2 separate regions of the Lathyrus oleraceus genome follow, and region 2 is linked to region 1. The links are chromatin contacts, called in public Hi-C maps. All regions are on one chromosome and are shown on one strand. The core of a region is the stretch at or near the end of the contact, and the rest is flanking DNA. Distances in the headings are between cores, read along the strand shown.

Evidence for each region. A called contact is a pair of places that touch in the nucleus more often than the background predicts.
Region 2: a Hi-C map of leaf shows a contact between it and region 1, with 6 times the contacts expected there. The contact joins the promoter of LOC127098009 here to the promoter of LOC127097967 in region 1. A contact is called at or near these places in 2 of 2 Hi-C or Micro-C datasets (both in leaf).

Annotation. Positions count from the first base shown.
Region 1 is chr6:475,143,186-475,146,046 of CAAS_Psat_ZW6_1.0, forward strand. It overlaps LOC127097967 (protein DETOXIFICATION 12), which reads left to right and starts at 1,308. Exons shown (of 7, transcript XM_051036469.1): 1 at 1,308-1,749; 2 at 2,828-2,861. The coding sequence starts at 1,456.
Region 2 is chr6:475,666,972-475,669,930 of CAAS_Psat_ZW6_1.0, forward strand. LOC127098009 (protein DETOXIFICATION 14) reads left to right here and starts at 1,657. Exons shown (of 7, transcript XM_051036507.1): 1 at 1,657-2,077; 2 at 2,296-2,840. The coding sequence starts at 1,835.

The sequences.
Region 1 (2,861 bases), core at 58-2,557:
CACCATACAGTGTAATATACCTACTTAGGTCTCTGAGCATCTCTGCTTTTTGTAGAGGTGACATGCACATATGTACTTTCTGACAAATACAAAATGTAGGGTTGTTCATGGGTGCGGGTGAAACCGTGAACCCACTGACCCAAACCGAACGAACCCATAAATTATTCGAACTCATTCATTTACAGGTATGCCCAACCCAACCCGCAACAACCCAAACAGTTTTGGTTCAGGTATCAGGTTTGAGTTTCTCAAACCGCATACCCATTTACTCAACCCATTGATGTGACATTAGTAATTTTTTATTTTTTATTATTATTTTAAATAAAAATGAAAAATTAATATTTCACTACTAACCATAATTTTACCAAAAAAGTTTTAATCTCCATCAAAAATACTACTGTGCCAATTAGTTTACGTAATTCTAAGACTAAATATTCTTTTTTACGTCATTTTCAACTAACGTAATTTATGGAAATAAAGTGTATAGTGAAATTTTATACTATTATCGAATGTTGTAGATGAATTTTCTTAGACCTTATGTGATGTTCTTCATCCAATTTGAATTCTTTTAAACTTTTTTATACTATTTTTTTTTAAAATTTAAAACAGAACATACGAATCCAACACAACATAATCCATAAATGAACGAGTCAGTTGGTTTTTAAAAAAAAATTGAGGGTTGAACAACGAACTCAATCCATTAAAATTTAAACGGATTGGGTAACGAATTATGTCAAATTCGATCCAATCCAACTCATGTACACCCTTATTTAATGAATATTTATTATAGATAAAAAGTCATTTTATAAACATGAATTATTAGCTTGTGAATGATTTGTGTGCATCGAGTAATGCTAACTTGTGTCCTAAAATACAAGTTAAAAAATAAATAGAAAAAATCTTATATTAAAAATTATGCATTCACATTAATAAAAATATATTTTTAAATATTTTATTAAATTTTTCAATAAAAAATTTCCATAAATGGATTTTTAAACTTATGTACATTACCCTAATTAATAAACAAAATAAAAATAATAACAAATTTATTATTTTTAAAATCTAAAAAAAAAATGAAGTTCCATTAAAAGTCAAACTTAAATTAATAAAAAATATTTAATAAATATATTTAACTTAAATATATTAAATAAGTTTAGTTTGTTGAGATATATTATATATAAAAATTACTATTATTCTTGACCAAAAAAAAACTTATTATTAAAAAAAATATTTAAAAAAAGTTACTTGTCTGTACATGTATGTATACTATGGATTAATAATGAATCAATTGATTAAGATGCCTAATTAATGCAGTCCTTAAGAGAATGAGAGAGTGACTGATTGAATAATAGTATTATTATATCTGAGTCTTATAAAATGCCAGCCAAATAAGAGTGACTCATGTAAACAAAACTTCTACAAATTATATATTGTATATTGGTGTATTCTTTCAATATGGCTCAAGAGAGAACCGCCATGGAAGAGAGTTTGTTAGGAAAAGAGATTGTTTTGAAAACAGATAGCCATGGAGAAGAAGAGAGGAAGAAGAAGAAGGGAATTACTAAGGCTATTTACGGGAAGGAAATGAAGAGGATTTGTTATTTATCAGGTCCTATGGTAGCTGTGGTTTTGTCACAGTATCTGTTGCAGGTTGTTTCTATCATGATAGTTGGTCATTTGGGGGAACTCGAACTATCTAGCGCCGCCATGGCTATCTCCTTCGCCGGTGTTACTGGTTTCAGCTTCCTGGTAATGCGTATAGTTAGTTTCTGCTTTTTCTGATACTATCTTGTTTGAGTGGTTTCTATTGTTTTTTAATTAGGTTAGTTTTTTATTTTTATGAAAAGTGTGTTTTGTTTTTTAGTATAGAAGCAAATATGAAGTTGTTTTGATTTTGTCGACAGGTTACGTGAGAGTTTTTATTTTTTTTATTTTTTATTTTTTTAATCTAGCTGTGTTTGGGTTTATATAATTAATTATTTAAAAATGGGTAATGAAGAGGTTGGCCACCTATGAAGTTAGACAATAATATTATTTATTTTTTTATTTTGAAAAGTCGAAATTGTGACCGACAAATTTAAGGATTAATCTCAGTGTTAGCAGGGTAATCAGAATAAAACTTTATATGAGATTGATCCAATACATAAATTCGAACATAAGACTTGAGATTTTAAAAACGAATCTCAGAAGTTAAGTCTTCACTAAATTAATCCAGGGGATTAATTATTTACTTAAGTCAAGATAACTTGTTCCTTAAGGGATTAATTTTTTTTAAATCTAATTAGGTTAGGGGTGGAAAAATAGTTCGGGTCCGCCCTTTTAGTTGTCGTATTTTGGTAGATCGAACAAAAATTTCAAATTTATCCATCTATTTTGTTTGCTCCACCTCATTTTTTTTTAAGACTTTTGACGGATGATGGTATCAACAATACAAACATAATTATTTTTTGTCATGTTTAGGCTTAAGGGGTGGTAGGACTCGACATCCCGTACCCCATTTTTAGTAGGTTTTGGCGGACCTAATAAAAGTTTAGACATGTCCCTCTTATTTTTTGATTGACTTTTGCTGACGCAAGCATAAACAGGACGGATATAATTTCTTGCCACTTCTAAATTTTTTTTAAGGGGATGCTCATGTCCATTTGTCATCCATAAATGTGATCTCATTTCAGTCTAAGAAAATTAAGTTATGCACCTTCAATGTATATACATATGTTTGGACACCCTTATCTTACTATCAAGGTTTTGAGATTTAGATATAAATTCATTTAACAATTTTCTCCCTCCAACATACTGAATGCATTGGTGATTTAACTGATGCTTACAGATGGGAATGGCTAGTGGCCTAGAAACCACATGTG
Region 2 (2,959 bases), core at 407-2,906, 520 kb after region 1:
CAGTGACAAGTACCTCGGGTTAAGATGAAGAACCTTGTGCATTCCTTCCCATCTCCTCATTAAGAATTCCACCCTTAGCCATTTCCAAAGAAACAACACCTCTTGGAGCAGAACTTGTGATAGAAATCTAAAACATCTCCCAAGACTTTGGTAAAGATAACAATAGAAATAATCCCAAAAGTTCATCATCAAATTTGATACTCATTCCTGACATGTAATCAAGGAGCCCTGGAAATTCAATCAAGTGATCTGAAATAGAAGTTCCCTCCTTATACTTCAAACTTATGAAGCTATTCAACAAGAACAATTTATTATTCCCTGATTTAGAGGCATACAAGGACTTTATCTTCTCCCACAAAGTTTGTGTATATGTCTCATTAGCAATATGATTATAAACATTATCTTCTATCTATTGTCGAATAAAACCACATACCTGTTGATGTTCAAACTCACATTCTTCATCAGACACATAATCCGACTTTGCGGAACTAAAAACCGGTAAATGCAATTTCTTCATAAATAGTAAGTTTTTCATCTTGTCCTTCCATAAATGGTAATTAGAATCATTCAACAATATCATCTTCATCTTTTTATTTGACTCCATCATTTAAACAAGTAAAACAACCCTTAATCAAGAGCTCTGATGTCACTCCAATGAGAAATTAAGATACAATAACAGATCAATACGCAGTGGATATAAAATTCCTCAGACTTGTAGGAACCTTGAGAATCAAAAATAAATATAAGACGACAAATCGAACAAATAAATGCACAAAAGAACACCGATGTTTTTAACGTGGAAACCCCCTCAATATACGAGTAAAAATCACAAGTCGTCAAGACCAAAAAATAACTTCACTATAGTCAATTAAAGATACAAGAGAGTCTTAAAGTGATTCACAAATTAGTGCTAACAACCACAAATCACAAAGCAAACTAACTTACAAATAAGAATAAAAAAAACTGAATTTTGTTTCTCAAATATGCAGCTTCAGTGTGAAGCAGATAACTCCCATCTCAGGCGTTGTTTTCAAATTCTGAACGGTAAAAAATTAGATATATATATGTTACGAATCTATCTTTCAAATTCGAGCTCGATTTGACGGCTAACAAATCAGATATCGTTGATTTAATGAGACTAATTATAAAAAAATAAGAAAAAAATTCTTTCATCTTTTCTCTGTATACATTTCTACATCCTAAATTATATTCGCCGCTTAAATAACTCAGACAAATAAATTAAGAGTTTAATGGTGATGCACTTTACACTGTCATCCAATAAGAAAATATCATTTCGTCATGTCATATCAGTATTTTAAAATTTTTAATCTGATTTACCGGGATGCATGATCATCATTAGTTGATAGTATAAAATAAATTTACAATTTAAGTTCATCACTATTTTTCTCATAAATTAATTACATTTGAGTCAAGAAATCTAAATCGAACACATCTAGAGTGGATCTGGTGGGACTATTATGGGCATATATGTCGACAAATTAATTAGTCAAATATTTGTCACTGTGGAATCAATCCAGGCTGGCAAACATTGAAACAAGCCTACCTACTGCTTAGCACGTGATTATTTTAGGGTATACTCCTACATCTTTATCCAAAAGCTGCTTTTGAAACGTCCCTTTCAAAATTCTAACCTAAACTCAACCTTTAAAAGCCAAAATTGTACTATTTTTAGTATTTACTAAAACCATTATCCCTTACGAGATTCTTGCACTACAATACCAAACGAGCGTCGTCGAGTTGTAGCATCGCATCGCATCACATTTAAAACTGTGTTATTTGAATTTGAATTTCAATAATATAGAGGTAGAAGATAATGGAAAAGGGTTTGTTAGAGAAAGATAGAGAAGGTGAATTAGGAAGAAGCATAACGTGGGGTTTGCTCGTTCGAGAGGTGAAAGATGTTGGTTTTCTAGCTTTGCCTATGATTACTGTGACTCTGTCGCAGTATTTTTTACAGATTATTTCAATGATGATGGTTGGTCGGTTGGGTAAACTTGCTCTTTCTAGTACTGCCATTGCTATCTCTCTTTGCGGTGTTTCTGGCTTCAGTCTTCTTGTAAGTCTTGGTTTTCTATTTTTGGCTTATTTCTAGTATTTGTGTTTCTATTTTATTTTTCTTGTCACTAGTTCTTGCTCATTTTGATTGTGCTATCACACTAGTGTTCAATATATTGAAATTACAAAAGCTAATTTTGAGAGCTAGTATTGTATTATTTGCATGAGATCCAATGAATATGAAACTAATTGCATTTTTTTTGGGTATATATCAAACAGTATGGAATGTCTTGTGCACTTGAAACTATATGTGGACAAGCTTATGGTGCAAAGCAATATAAAAGAGTTGGTGTTCAAATCTACACCGGTATCATTTCTCTTGTTCTCGTTTGTGTTCCTCTCTCAATATTATGGCTCAACTTGGGGAAGCTACTGACTTTACTTGGTCAAGACCCTTTGATTTCGCAAGAAGCCGGAAAATTTGCAATGTGCATGATTCCTGCTTTATTTGCTTTTGCAACACTTCAAGCATTGGTCAGATACTTTCTGATGCAAAGTTTGATAACCCCACTTGTTATAAGTTCTTCCGTTACACTTTGCTTCCATGTAGCTTTTTGCTGGTTGCTGGTTTTTAAATCTGGATTAGGTTGCTTTGGAGCTGCGTTTTCTATTGGTACTTCGTATTGGTTGAATGTGATTATACTTGGATTGTACATGAATTTCTCTTCTGATTGCGAAAAAACTCGGGTTCCAATTACTATGGAGTCGTTTGTTGGAATAGGAGAGTTCTTTCGCTGCGCTATTCCTTCAGCAGGAATGATTTGGTGAGTTTGTTCCCTTCTCTTAAAGTTGCATATATGATTGTTTGTGACTTGTTGAGAGTGTAAAGATTTTTACTCTGATATCGTATCAACATTAGAGTCTTCATTTTTCTTGTCGATTT